Linked DNA regions of Mus musculus: region 1 is linked to region 2. The links are chromatin contacts, called in public HiChIP or PLAC-seq maps. All regions are on one chromosome and are shown on one strand. The core of a region is the stretch at or near the end of the contact, and the rest is flanking DNA. Distances in the headings are between cores, read along the strand shown.

What was found. HiChIP or PLAC-seq counts read pairs in DNA pulled down with a chosen protein or histone mark.
Region 1: an H3K27ac HiChIP or PLAC-seq map of embryonic stem cells shows a contact between it and region 2, with 5 times the contacts expected there. The contact joins the promoter of Armc12 here to the promoter of Snrpc in region 2. A contact is called at or near these places in 1 of 484 Hi-C or Micro-C datasets (CD4 T cells), 2 of 115 datasets of contacts at active chromatin or transcription factors (embryonic stem cells and microglia) and 1 of 9 other capture datasets (liver).

What each region holds. Positions count from the first base shown.
Region 1 is chr17:28,529,525-28,532,319 of GRCm38.p6, forward strand. It overlaps Armc12 (armadillo repeat containing 12), which reads left to right and starts at 1,337. Exons shown (of 6, transcript NM_026290.3): 1 at 1,337-1,522; 2 at 2,451-2,596. The coding sequence starts at 1,360. Gm41506 (a long non-coding RNA gene) reads right to left here. Exons shown (of 3, transcript XR_003952333.1): 2 at 105-256.
Region 2 is chr17:27,838,753-27,841,452 of GRCm38.p6, forward strand. Snrpc (U1 small nuclear ribonucleoprotein C) reads left to right here and starts at 1,335. Exons shown (of 6, transcript NM_011432.2): 1 at 1,335-1,417; 2 at 1,712-1,754. The coding sequence starts at 1,410.

The sequences.
Region 1 (2,795 bases), core at 87-2,586, 690 kb after region 2:
AGGGTGACCTTGTGTTATTCCCTGGCTCCCAATTGCCAGGATACCTCTAGCAGCAACTCTAACATTTTCATGGGAGCAGAGCTTTTTCTGGGATCTCCCCCTACCTGAGCAGGGCTGTAACACTTTTGTTGGAGAAACCTTCCCCTGCACAGTCCATTTCCGTAGCGGAAGCCTTTTCCTTCTGAGCCGCAACACTTAGATCCACAACCATACAGGAGCTGGGCGGTGGTGATGCATACCAGTAACCTGCCAGCCACTAGGGAGGTAGAGGCAGGAAGATCAATCAAGGTTATTCTTTTTTTTTGGGGGGGGGGGTCCGAGACAGGGTTTCTCTATGTAGCCCTGGCTGTCCTGGAACTCACTTTGTAGACCAGGCTGGCCTCGAGAACTCATAAATCCACCTGCCTCTGACTCCCGAGTGCTGGGATTAAAGGCGTGCGCCACCACGCCCGGCTCCTGGAAAGGTTATTCTTAACAATATAGTAAGAGCCTGAATTAGGTGATATTTCAAAAACTACAGAGAGGAGGTAGAGAGAGGGCACCACACAGCTAGGTGCTCTTGCTCTTCCTGATGACCCAAGGTTGGTTACTGGCACACACCTGGCTCAGCTCACCACTGTCTGCAACTCCAGTTCTAGTGGGTCCAACACTTTCTTCTGCACGCCTTGGGTATCCACGTGCATGTGACTTTGACACACCTCAATGTAAAAAACCAGGTGTGGTGATGCACACCTTTAACCCAGCAAGGGTTAGGCAGAAGCAGGCAGATTTCTCAGATCTAGGCCAGCCAGGGTTACATAGTGAGGGTTACACTGTTTATAAACAAACAAATATAAGGGGCTGGAGAGAGAGATGGCTTAGCCGGTTAAGAGCGCTGGCTGCTCTTCCAGAGGTCCTGAGTTCAATTCCCAGCAACCACATGGTGGCTCACAGCCATCTGTAATGGGATCTGGTGCCCTCTTCTGGTATGCCTGAAGACAGCTACAGTGTACTTATATACATAAATAAATAAATCTTTAAAAAAAAACCAGAAAGAAAAAAATAAACAAATAGATGACAAAACCCCATAAAGCTCCGAAGAGATGAGCCTTTCCACGCTAGGCAAGCGGTGCCTCTGAGCCCCACTCCCTCCCTCCCTTCTACCCCTAGAGTCTCTGACTTCTTCTTCTCAGCCTCCTAAAGTAGCACCTTCCCTCCTCTGAACCACTCTGAGGCCTCCTGGACCCCGTCATCTCCTAAGTGTCCTTTGTTGCCTAGTGCTGATTCTAGTACCCTGGTTCTGGGCCCTGCCAGGGTTCTGGTTCTAGAATGTTCTCTCCAGGCCTAGCTCCTACCTAGCCACAAGGCAGCACGGAAGACATGGGCAAGACCATTCCCCGGTTCCTGGAGCAACTGGACCTCATCAAAAGCTTCGTGGGCCTGGCTACAGGCGCCGGGGCCTTATACCTGCTGTACAAGGCCGTCAGGACTGGCTTAAAATGTCATCCGCCACTCTGCTCCAACTCGCCGATCTGCATTGCCCGTAAGTGTCCAGGTCCTGGGGAGAGGGCTCTGCCCCAGGAAGCCTCCCTAAGGCCTCCCCTGGGGGGTGGGGGCAAAGGTGACTCTTTCAAGCTCCTCTTTCCTCCTTCCTTCTTTCTCTCCTCCGGTCTGTCTCAGTTCCCCTCCTCCTTCCCAGCACCTGAGGCAAGGCTCTGCTATAGAAGCTAGTTTGGGAGTCTCTGGGTAGCAGGTTTCATAGAGCCAAGTCTCCAGCCAGGAACCATCAGCTTGGCTTTCTCTGTTCTATGTATTGGAAATGGAAATCAAGAGCTTTTTATCTGTCCTGCTCTTGCCTAGGATCTGAAGATACTGAAGGGAAGAAAAGTTGAGACACCTTTTGCCCAGAGTTTCCAACTAGGTCGTGGGGGACTTTATTTGATGTGTTTGGGTGTTTTGCCTGTGTGTGTGTGTGTGTGTGTGTGTGTGTGTGTGTGTGTGTGTGCAGTGCCCACAGAGGCTAGAAGAGAGCATTGGATCCCCAGACTGAAGAAACAGATGTTTGTCAGTCACCATCTGGCTGCTAGAAATCGAACTCAGGTCCTCTGGAAGAACAGTCAGTGTCCTTAACCACTGAGTCATCTCTCTACTCTCCCTAGGGTACTTTTGTGCCATCAGGAAAAGGGTCAGTAATTTGAGATTGTTGGTGAAAGCAGAACCCTACTTGTTGGCGCTACACACCAGGAAAGTTGTCATTGTGGACAAACGAGTGCCTGACAGGGCAGATGGCACATTATTAGATTAGGTTCTTGGTGCGGTGCACAGTTGGTGTTGCAGCAGTCTGTGAAGCGTGAAGCGCTAGGCACAGCCTTTGCCCTCAGCTCCCTCCTTCCCTCTCCCCCACTTCCCAGCCCCTTGCTTTTCCTAATTCTAAGTCCGTATCCCTAACTGTGGACTGGGGTGCTTTCTAGGCCTGGCCATCGAGAGAGAGCGCCACGGGCGGGACTCCGGTGAGATTCGAAGACTTCTCAACTCTCTAGACTGCAAACAGGATGAGTATACCAGGAGCATGATCCTTCATAACATCACCCGCTGCGTGTACTTGCTGGAGGCTGAGGTGGGCGGGGCCGGGCAGGGCGGGGCGGGGCGGAGCTTAGCCGGGCCCTCCCAGTCAGTCTGGTCCTTGGCTTGTAGCTCACCCGTAACCTCAGGCAGCGTCCTCAGACCTGTCCCTCTGATTGCTAGCATCAAAGAAAAGAAGGCCTCAGAGACTTGGGGGACAGTGCAGGCCAAGACACCCGCTTCTCCCGTCTCCC
Region 2 (2,700 bases), core at 85-2,584:
AGTTCAAGTTAAAAGGCAATCCACTTTGTTTGAGAGAACAGACTCTAAGTTTGACCTGTTAGTTGGCAATGTACTGCTAACAACGTCTATAGAATCACTACCATTTATGGTGGCCTAAGTGCATAGACCTTTCGCTAAATGCCCTATGAGCTTTACATTTAAATTTTTTTTATATTTTGTTTTATTTTAGACAAGGTTTCCCTGTGTAGCCCTGGCTGTCCTGGAACTCACTCTGTAGACCAGGCTGGCCTTGAACTCAGAAATCTGCCTGCCTCTGCCTCCCAAGTGCTGGGATTAAAGGCGTGCGCCACCACTGCCCGGCTTAAATTCATTTTTGTATTATTGTATGTATATGGGTGTTTAGTTTGTAAGTGCACCATGTATGTGCCTAGTGCTGGGAGTGGATTAAAAAAGATCCATCAGACACCCTGAGACTTGAGCTGCAGACAGGTGGGAGTCACCACGGGGGAGTGTTGGTGATCGAACTTAGATTGTTCCAAGAGCAACAAATGCTTAATCGCTACACCAATTCTCCAGCTACTTTCCAGCATTTTTACATTTGATTCTTCCTTAAACTGCACAAGTTATTACCTTTACTTTTCAGATAAGGAAACTGAAGCTCAGAGAGAGTAAATTGCACAGCTAGGAAGGAAGCAGGGAGACAGGGTTTAAAACTTGAGACCCGCCCCACTCACCCAGGAGTGTGTCCCTACAATTCACGTCTGTCTTAATTGCTCAAATACAATGATCAATTTCTCAGTGATCGTCTTCTACATTTTCTTTGTCTTCCTTGATGTTCAGCTGCGCTCTTCCCCGCTTCATTTCCCCAGCATAGGACTTTGATCCCTCAGCCACTGATCGATTTCAGCTTACTGCTAATCAGGTCTTGGAGAATGAGAACTTTTACCTGATTTGGTTCTGCCTTTTTCACTTCTCATTTACAGAAGAGCTGGGTACATACTAGAGCAGTGGTCGTGACACCTTTTGCGGGTCGAACAACCCGTTCACAGGTTTCTCCTAAGACCATCAGAAAACACCGATAATTTGCATTACTAGTCATACGAGTGGCAAAATTACAGTTATGAAATAGCGACAAGAATAATTTCTGGTTGGGGGGGTCACCACAATTTGAGAAGCTGGATTAATGATTCGCAGCGTAGGAACTGCTGACTCAGGGTTTTGGAACCTTTTGTTGATAGTACTAAATTACGCACTTCCTAGACGGAGTAACTAATCCTGAATAAGTGAGCGCGGATTGAACCTCAGAGGCACCCACAGCATCCGTAGGGCAGAGGCCGGAAGCGGAAGTCCTACCCCTCCTGTCTGCATCCTTTGCTCGCGTCGGCGCAGCCTGTGTGCGTCAGTTCCTGGCGGCGGGGATCGGGGTAGCCAACGGCTTGTGGAGCATCATGCCCAAGTGAGTGTGGCCCTGGGAGCAAGCGGACTTGCGGTGGTCAGTTGGGTCCTGGTGAAGGTGCAGGGCGGCGGCCTCGGGTTCTGGACGTTCCGAGGGGAAGGCGAGCCCCTCCGAGGGATGGCGGGTGGAGACCCAGGCTCTCCGGCCATCCTGGCAGAGTGGGCGCGGACCCTCGCTCAGAAGCCTCGCATTCTGTCAGGACGCTTTGTTTGACTTACAATCCGAGGAAGTTGGGTTTTGGGTCTGTTTGTTTGGACAGCTGTTAATTGCTGACGTTTTCTTTTGTCATTTCAGGTTTTATTGTGACTACTGTGATACGTATCTTACCCACGATTCTGTAAGTGGCGGGTCTTTTTTATAATCCTAAAACGCCTTGTATGCAAAATTCTTTTTCTTTAGGTCCAGGTGTGTGCATTACAGTCTCCTGGAAATTTTATGACAACCTTTCTTAGAAAGTAATTAGGAAGCGGGTGTTTTTTCCCACCCTTTTTGTGAGGTCTTTGCAATTTGAAGGTATTTGCAGAATGATAAAACTTTAAGCAAGCTTGAAGATGGAAAGCATTTGCGTATACAGAAACTGCATGTACCTGTAATGTCAATACTTGAGAGGCTGAGCCAGGAAGATGGCAAATTCCAGGTCAGTTAAGGATACATATTGAGACCTTGTCAAAATAACTCGCCCCACCCTCCAAAAAAAGCCCAACAAAACAAAAAACAAACAAACCAGGAGTGTGTTCCTACAAACTTGCAGATTTGATTATGTCACATTATTCAAATGCCTGGTTAAAATGGAAAGAAATGTCTTAGTGTACAGCTCCATTCTCAGCTCCTGTGAGAACCTCATTAACTATTGATCATCAGGAGGAATAACTGAGATATGTGATTAGTGTTGCCCCGTGTGTAGCAGCCACAAGGCCCAGCAACAAAGTTAGGGCCTGGCGCCTGTCTTCCTAGTACACTGAGATGGAGCATTGCTGTGAGTTTAAGGCTATGGTGGGAGACCCTACCTCAAAAAAAAGCAAATCAAAACAACCTTTAGCAACAACAAAATTTGGTTTTTATGGTTTTAATAGTTTTAAATAATCTATTTATCTGCCCCCCCCCCCCCCAATCTCCTGAGGAAACAAGACAGATCTTCTGGAATAATTTGTAAACCAGGCTGACTTCGAACTCACAGAGAGCTGCTTGCTTTCTGCCTTCTGAGTGCACGGAGTAAAGTTATGTGCCACCACTTCCTTGGCTTATTTATTTTTGGAAAGGGTTTCATTATGTAGCCCTGGGTG